Regions from separate parts of the Canis lupus genome. Here region 1 is linked to region 2. The links are chromatin contacts, called in public Hi-C maps. All regions are on one chromosome and are shown on one strand. Each heading gives the region's core, a stretch centred on a gene start, on an enhancer-like site or on the middle of the called end of the contact. The rest is flanking DNA. Distances are from core to core; before and after follow the strand shown. Region 1 holds the start of PI4KA (phosphatidylinositol 4-kinase alpha). Region 2 holds the start of SMPD4 (sphingomyelin phosphodiesterase 4).

Region 1 (3,839 bases), core at 835-3,334, 210 kb after region 2:
CAGATTTGAGTTTATCCTAGGCCATGACACCCTACTTTTATCATTCTGATTTCCCATTTCATTTGCTGTTTCTTTTTCTATGATTTTATTTATTTATTCATGAGAGAAACAGGGAAAGAGAAAGAGAAAGAGGCAGAGACACAGGCAGAGGGAGAAGCAGGCTCCCTGTGGGGAGCCCGATGTGGGACTCAATACCAGGATCACGCCCTGAGCCGAAGGCAGACGCTCAACCACTGAGCCACTCAGAGGCGTCCCTGTTCTGTTTCCAGAGATGTCCCTTCAAACAGTTCTTTTTTTTTTTCCCTTCAAACAGTTCTTACTTGGCTTCCTTGGACCTGGGACCCCTCCAGTACTCCAGTAACTCCTCTACTACTTACTTCCCCTAAGATCTTAGGTAATCCTCCCAAACCTTAATCAACACTTGCCATTCAGGAATCCAGTAGATATGAGCTCTAAGAACTACAGCTAAACTTCCTTAAGGAAGCCAAAGACAGGAAAATGGGCCAATGAGGGATACTGTAACAGGAGAGGTGCAGAAGGAAAATAGCCAAGAAAGTGGCAAGGGGGGAAATGACCCAGGTGACTATTTGAGAAATTAATCCACATATTCAAACTGCCCAAGACTGGAAGTGATCAGGTCAGAAAGAACTCTGCCAGAGAAAAGAGTTACAAAGAGACCCATGGAAGAAAACAACACTTCAGCTTCCACTAAGTTTCAAAGCTACAAATGCTGTAGATTAACGTTAGCTGAGCTAATCGATAACCTACTATTACATTTTTAAGAACTTAAATAAAAATGCCCATACCAAACCATTTCATTAGTAGGCTGAGGAAAAAATGTGGTGCCTAAGAAAGAACCATTCTCACTCAGGGTCCCTGAAATCTCCCACGGGTGGAAAGACGAACTGACAAAGGTGAAGTGGAGAAACGGATAGTCACAGATCACACACTGTCTGGGACATCTCCCTTTGGATTTGGTTAAGTAAATGTAAGGCCCTAGCCTCGATCACACTTGCGCTACGGCTTACTGAGCAGCTGCCCACAGACCTCATCACCTCTGCGGGTGAGGCGGAGCAGTGGTCAGCGCTAGGGGAGGACCTAAGGCTCATCTGCTCCGACGCCTTCCACAGCAGCACCCACTCTGGGTCACTCGAGGAGTAATGGTGAAACCCCTGGATCTGGAATCCTGCGCAGGCAATTATATGAAAGAACCTGACGCTCAATCTCTCTAGCCCGAGCTCTGCTGTAACTAAGAAAGATTACTGGGGGCAAACTGCCTCTTTGGAGTATTCAAGATACCCACCTCTTGGTACGACTAAAGTTCCTTGAGCGCGTGTGACAATTCAGAGCGGCCGGGCCGCCCTGTTCTGCTGCAGACTCACCTCGGAAGACGCGACGCCGACCTTCTCGGACTCGTACATGAGGGACAGGGACCTCTCGGTGCTGGCGGCTGTGGCCTGGGCCACGCGCATCACCTCCTGCCGCAGATACTGCTGCCTGTCCGCGGGCGTGCAGGGCCCGTCGGCGACGTCGCGGTCGTCCTTCCACCGGGCCGGCCGGGCGCCCTCATCCTCCGCATCGTCGTCGAACGGGTTGTAGCTCTTGGGGTAGGCCGACATGGTGCCGGCGCTCGTCTCGGTCTGGGCAGGAGGAGGAGGTGTGCGGCCAAGGCGGGGAACGGCCTTTCTGGGCCCGCAGGGGTCCAGGCGGTCCTCCCGGGACCCTCGGGGAGCGCCCACAGCGCGGCAGCCCCGCGGTTCCGCCGCTCGCCGTCCAGCGCCGCGCGCCCCCGCCCCACCCGCCCAGGTCGCGGAGCGAGCTCCTTCCGCCTGGCGTGCGCGGGAAGCCCCGCCTCCGGAGCTGACCATCTTGCCCGGCGGCTTGGGGGGGGCCACGCCCCGTGCGCGCGGCCGCGGCCGACCGCTCGGCTTCTCTCTCCCCTCCCGCGGTGGGACCGCCCCGCGGCCACGCCCCACTCGGTGTCGACAACAGAGGTCACGTGGCGGGGAAGGCGGATGCCGCCGCGCCTGCGCCGTGGGCTGTGGCGCTCGCAGGCCGGGTGCGAGGAGCCCGCGGGCAGCGCCGCCGCGCGCGCGATGATGGCGGCTGCCGCGGCCCGGGGAGGGGGCGGCGGCAGCTCCGGCGGCGGCGGCGGCTCCAGCTCCGGCTCCAGCTCCTCGAGGGGCTTCTACTTCAACACGGTCCTGTCGTTGGCCCGCTCCCTGGCCGTGCAGAGACCGGCGTCTTTGGAGAAGGTAGCCTTGGCCGCCCGGGCCTCGGGCTGACAGGAGAAGGGGGTTCGGGGCGGCAAAGCGGGTGATCGGCGGGGCGAGGGTCTGTGGGAGGCTGAACAGGGCTCGCCAGCTGCCTGTGACAGGACGGGGGGTGGTGAGGAGGCCCGTGGGTGGAGATCGCCGGTGAAGAGAGAGGTGGGTAACGGGGTGGTTTGGGCAAGGAGTGCGCAGGGCAGACGGGGACTTGGCGGGTCGGTGGCGCGAGAGGGACCTGAGCCACAGGCCGGGGTTTGAGCCAAGGAGGCACCTTGTGACATCGCAGGGGCGGGGGCGGCAGGCAGGGAGAAGCTGTGGGAAGAGCAAAGGACCAGAGTCGAACCCTAGGGGCTCAGCTCCCGACTTCCTCTGCTGCTTATTCCGTGACCTTGGAGAGATGCTGTTCTCGTAAAGGGGGGTGGGGGGCGAGGAGGGGGGTGCTTACCTGCTTTGCCCGCCTCACGCTGCTGTGAAGGGAGGATGAAACAGTACATCTGAAAGAGCTTCTGAAATGCAGATCGGCGCGTTGTCTTTCTGTGAGTCTAGAGGGGGCATTAGACTGGTAGGAGATGGTGTTTTGAAGAGGGATGGTGGCAGCGAGGAGGAATGAAGTGTCAGCGGGCAGAGGATTGAATTCAGGATTGCTTCAGAGGAGGAAGGCGAATTGATGCCGGGGGGACTTTCTTTGCCTCGGGAGAAAGGTGAAAGGAAACTCAAAGGTGTGCCTCCACTGGTGGAAAGAACCCAGATTTTAGAGTCAGACCTGTTTGTTCCCCGCACTTTCTCTCTTGGTCCTCCCATAATATAACTTGGGCAAGTTATTTCAACTCTGAGAGCCTGTTTCCTTATGGGTGAAATGCAGTGGTTCTTGAGGAGTAAACGAATTCAAGCATAAAGGGCCTTCCGTAGAGTGGGTGAGCAGTAAACATCAGCTTTCCTCCCCAACCAACCTGTGATGAGATTAATTATGGGGTGTTAGGACTGAAGGGGTGGTATTCATTTTTTCCTTTCTCTTTTTTAAAATTAAGATTTAGGGGATCCCTGGGTGGCTTGGCGGTTTAGCGCCGCCTTTGGCCCAGGAGGTGGTCCTGGAGTCACGGGATCGAGTCCCACATCAGGCTCCCTGCATGGAGCCTGCTTCTCCCTCTGCCTGTGTCTCTGCCTCTCTCTCTCTCTCTCTCTCTCATGAATACATAAATAAAATCTTAAAAAAAATAAAATTAAGATTTATTTATTAGAGAGAGGGAGAGAGAGAGCATATGCATGATCTGGAGGGGTAGAGGGAGAAGGTTAGAGAGTTTTAGGTGGACTGCGGACTTCAGAGCTGGGCTGGATTTCATGACCCTGAGATCAGGACCCCAGCTGAAACCAAGAGCTGGCTGCTGGATCAGCTGTGTCACCGAGACACCCTATGCGATGTTTTTTGTTTTTTGTTTTTTTCCGATGCAGCTTTCTGGCAGGTACAAAGAGATCTGTCGTCTAAGAGTAGGAGAAAAGTGGTAGAGACTGGAGACCCATCTGCTGCAGTTGAGAGTCGTTTTGTGGCCCTGGTGAGGGTGAGGCTGAAAT
Region 2 (4,081 bases), core at 571-3,070:
CCTCACTCTCTCTGTGTCTCTCTTGAATAAATAAAATCTTTAAAAAAATAGAGAGAGAGAGAAAGAAAAAAATATATCCTCACAACAATCCTGCAACGTCAATACAGATAAAGAAGTAGAGGCAGAGAGGAGGTAAATCACTTGCCCTCACTCAGCTGGTAAATGGCAGGACCGGGCAGCCCGGGTGACTCAGCGGTTTAGAGCCACCTTCAGCCCAGGGCGTGATCCCGGAGACCCGGGATGGAGTCCCACGTCGGGCTCCCTGCATGGGGCCTGCTTCACCCTCTGCCTGTGTCTCTGCCTCTTTCTCTCTCTGTCTCTCATGAATGAATAAATAAATAAAATCTTAAAATAAATAAATAAATGGCAGGGCCAAGATTCTAATGCACAGACCTCCTAAGACAACTCCTACAGAGACAGGTGGGTAAGTCTCCTGAATGTCACCTGTGCTCTGTGAGGATGAATGGAGGGGATGAGCAAGCTCAGTCGTGGGAGGTTGTTTTCTTTTTTTTCTTTCGTGGGAGGTTTTGAAGAAGCCATCAGAAAATTAGGAGCAACTCTCTAGATTCCTATCTCTCTGCCCACCTAGGTCAGAAACTGAAAATAATCCAGATGTGGACTGAACAGAAAGGGAGCCTGAGACTGCTCTGCCCACAGCATGAGTAAGGGCGCTGAGGCGGCAAATGGAAGTGTATGTGGATGAGGAAAGACCAAGTGCAAGGAGGCTGTGAGGCAGTGGAGGAGTTGACAGGAGATGTGCATCTCTGCCTCTTGGCAATAAAAACACCTCCTGGGTTTTTCCAATTCTTAATAGTACTGGCTATCAAATCCAGTTTTAAAGACCTAAGAGGCCTCAGTACTGAACCAGGAGAACACTGCGATTAAAATGACCAAAGCAAAATGATCAGAACAGCATAAGATCCTGGCCTGTTTCCAAGGGCAGAGCTTTGGCCATGCTGAGGTGCGAGGGCCTCCTTGCTCAGAGGCAGCCTGCACTGGCAGCCGCCGAAGGCCTGAGGCCCAGAAGAATCTTTCGGAGGGCGGGCAGCGTCTCCTGCGCCCTGTCCTCTAACCCAGCCGCAGCCAGGCTCCTCCATCACACACCCTTCTCCACTGTGTATCAAGGGTTCCTTTCATCCGCCACTTCACAGCCACTTTCGTCAGTGGCTGCTCCGGATCTTGTTTGGGGTCTCAGAGCCGCAACGCCAATCACACTATGGCCAAGGCCTCCCTCTGGCTGCGCTCTGAGCAGCAGAAGCAGAGCATGCTCCCATTAGCAGCTCACAACTGCCCTGAGAAGGGAGCATCGGGATCTTCATATTACAAATGAAGAAACTGAGGCTCGGAAAGGCCGGCCCACACAGGGAGGAGTCGGGTGAGAATTCACCCCCACGGCGCAATTAACCCGAATCTCTCCTCCCACCAACTCGTTCAACGGACGTTAGCCGAGCACCCACCAGGACCGGGTGTGCGGGGCGCGCGGGAAGGGGGCATGAGCGCGCAGCCGAGCCCCTGGCTCCCCCGCCTGCCGGCCCGGCTCGGGGCACGGACCCCGACGCCCGGCCCGAGGCCTGCGGCTCGAACCGGAAGTGAGATGCTTCGGCGGAGGTCCTGGGGGCGGCCGGCCCGCAAGCGGCTCCCCCCACTCACCTGGGGGACCCATAAAGTCGCTCGCCGAAGGGACGGAGACCTCCATTCGGCTACCCGGCGCCGAAATGTCGTCATCAAGCTGCGCTTGGCGTCACGCCTCCCCCGGCCCAGCGGGAAACGCACCGCGGGCTCCGCGCGCAGCTATCTTAAGAAGGCGCGTGCGCACAGCGGAGGCCGGGTTCATAGGGTTACACCTCCGAGTGCGCGTGCGCGTGCGCGTGCGCAGCGGGGGCAGCCGTCGCTCTTAAAACCCAGCGTTCCCGGGCGGTAGGAGCTGGAAGGAGCGCGCGTGCGCGGAAAGAGAAGCTGTCAAGACGGTCCTGGAGGCGCGCCCCCTATCGGGGAAACGACGCGGGATAATTACACCCCGCAAGGACTGACTTTTCTTCTGACCGGTATTTATCGAGCGCCTACTACATGCCAGGCACTGCGTGGGTGCTGCTGCCCAAGGGAGAATGACCAATGCCGTCTGACCCTGCTTGCCCAGAAACGGGTCTCCGCGGTGCCACAGGATCCCGCACGCCCTACACACACCCCTGTTGTGGGATCACTGAGGACGACCGTGGAGAAGGAATTCTTTTTTTTTTTTTAATTTTTATTTATTTATGATAGTCACACACAGAGAGAGAGAGAGAGAGAGAGGCAGAGACATAGGCAGAGGGAGAAGCAGGCTCCATGCACCGGGAGCCCGACGTGGGATTCGATCTCGGGTCTCCAGGATCACGCCCTGGGCCAAATGCAGGCGCTAAACCGCTGCGCCACCCAGGGATCCCGGAGAAGGAATTCTTGAGACTATTGGTGCAACTTAGTAAGTTCATCGAAGTAGCACAGGGACAGGAGGAGCCGTGGGCAGAAGCTGCTGCACATGTGCTGAATGAGGCTGGCGGTTCTATCGGAGGGGCTGTGCAGGGATTATTAGGTCACAAATGTCTTCTTGGGATTTCTCCTTCTAAAACTACTTTCGCAAGGTTTCTCTGGTGCGTATCATTCAGCTCGGTAGTGACCACCCGTGAGACGTACCGGCAGCCAGGAGACCTTTGAGGATGTAGCAACCGGCCCTTATCTGATCTTTATCAAAGCTATGCAGGCTGTCGTTCAGCCTTCGGGCTAGAGACGAGCATCTTCCTGCTTTTACCCCTCCTCGCCCCGCAGGGAAACGTCTGCGGATGGAGCGGCGGAGCGGGGCGCGGCGGGGAGAGGACTGCGGGCGGGGCCGGCAGGGGGCGCTGCGGGAGCGCCGGGGCGCGGCGGGGAGAGGACGGCGGGCGGGGCCGGCAGGGGGCGCTGCGGGAGCGCCGGGGCGCGGCGGCGGCGGCGGCGGCGGAGCGGCGGGCGCGGCGCGCGCCTCCCCGGGGTCCGGTACATGGCGGCGCCGGGCGCAGGGCCCGGGCCCGGAGCGCCCCCGGGGCTGGAGGCGGCCCTGCAGAAGCTCGCGCTGCGGCGGAAGAAGGTGCTGAGCGCTGAGGAGATGGAGCTGTACGAGCTGGCGCAGGCGGCGGGCGGCGCCATCGACCCCGACGTGTTCAAGTGAGCCCGCGCGGGGGGTGCGCGTCGTCCTCCCCGCCCCGCCCCGCCCCCGCCCCGGCCTCTGGTCTGCAGCGCCCCCCGCCCCTTCCCGGCCCCTGTGCGCGCCCGCAGTGCAGTTGGGGGACCCGAGGGCGGTGGCCGCCCTAGGCCCGCGCGGGGAGGGCTCACAGCCCACCGCCTGTGTTCTCTCCAGGATCCTGGTGGACCTGCTGAAGCTGAACGTGGCGCCCCTCGCCGTCTTCCAGATGCTCAAGTCCATGTGTGCTGGCCAGAGGCTGGCGGGCGAGCCCCAGGACCCCGCGGCCGTGTCTCTGCCCACATCCAGCGTGCCCGAGACCCGAGGTCAGAGCCGGGCCCCGCGCTCCCCGCCCCTGTGGCTCGGCGGGGGGCGGCGGGGGAAGGGAGTGGGCAGCGCGGGACACGAGGCAGGCTTGGCCCTGAGCGGCAGGGCGCTACTGTGGGTCTTCTCCCAGCACCTGCAGGGACCATCCAAGGGCTCCATTCTTGGTTTCCAGTCCCCAGCTTTGGCTTCGTTGCTACCCTTCACAGTGCCCGTGTGCGAATCCAGATCAGGTGGATGCAAAATGGGTGCCCAGGGTGCCCAGGCGGGCTAGGGCTCATCTAGGATTGCGGCTGCCGCGCTGGGTAGAAGTGCTTTCGTTCCACAAAGACAGGAGCAAGGTGGTGTTGGTTCCTGTTCTCATGGTGTGTACAAGCCTCCTGGAAGCGCTCAGGGGGTGGGGCAGGCACAGGCCTTCCTGCGCCCTCTCCACCTGTGGGCCACCTGTGCCCAGGTGCTGCTCAGGAACGTAGCCAGCCGAGCTTCCTTGCTCGGATTGCAGGACAGGGGTCAGCGTGGCAGCCCCAGGCTGCCCTAGATGCAGGGTACACAGGCCTGAGTGGG

Evidence for each region. Hi-C and Micro-C count contacts between places; a contact is called where the count stands out from the background.
Region 1: a contact with region 2 is called in a Hi-C map of blood, with 2.5 times the contacts expected there. The contact joins the promoter of PI4KA here to the promoter of SMPD4 in region 2. A contact is called at or near these places in 2 of 9 Hi-C or Micro-C datasets (both in blood).

The regions. Positions count from the first base shown.
Region 1 is chr26:30,796,904-30,800,742 of UU_Cfam_GSD_1.0, forward strand. It overlaps PI4KA (phosphatidylinositol 4-kinase alpha), which reads left to right and starts at 2,085. Exons shown (of 57, transcript XM_038575976.1): 1 at 2,085-2,255. The coding sequence starts at 2,097. It overlaps SNAP29 (synaptosomal-associated protein 29), which reads right to left and starts at 1,797. Exons shown (of 5, transcript XM_038575974.1): 1 at 1,383-1,797. The coding sequence starts at 1,619.
Region 2 is chr26:30,585,604-30,589,684 of UU_Cfam_GSD_1.0, forward strand. SMPD4 (sphingomyelin phosphodiesterase 4) reads right to left here and starts at 1,821. Exons shown (of 19, transcript XM_038575947.1): 1 at 1,651-1,821. The coding sequence starts at 1,725. MZT2B (mitotic-spindle organizing protein 2B) reads left to right here and starts at 2,976. Exons shown (of 3, transcript XM_038575956.1): 1 at 2,976-3,177; 2 at 3,371-3,519. The coding sequence starts at 3,014.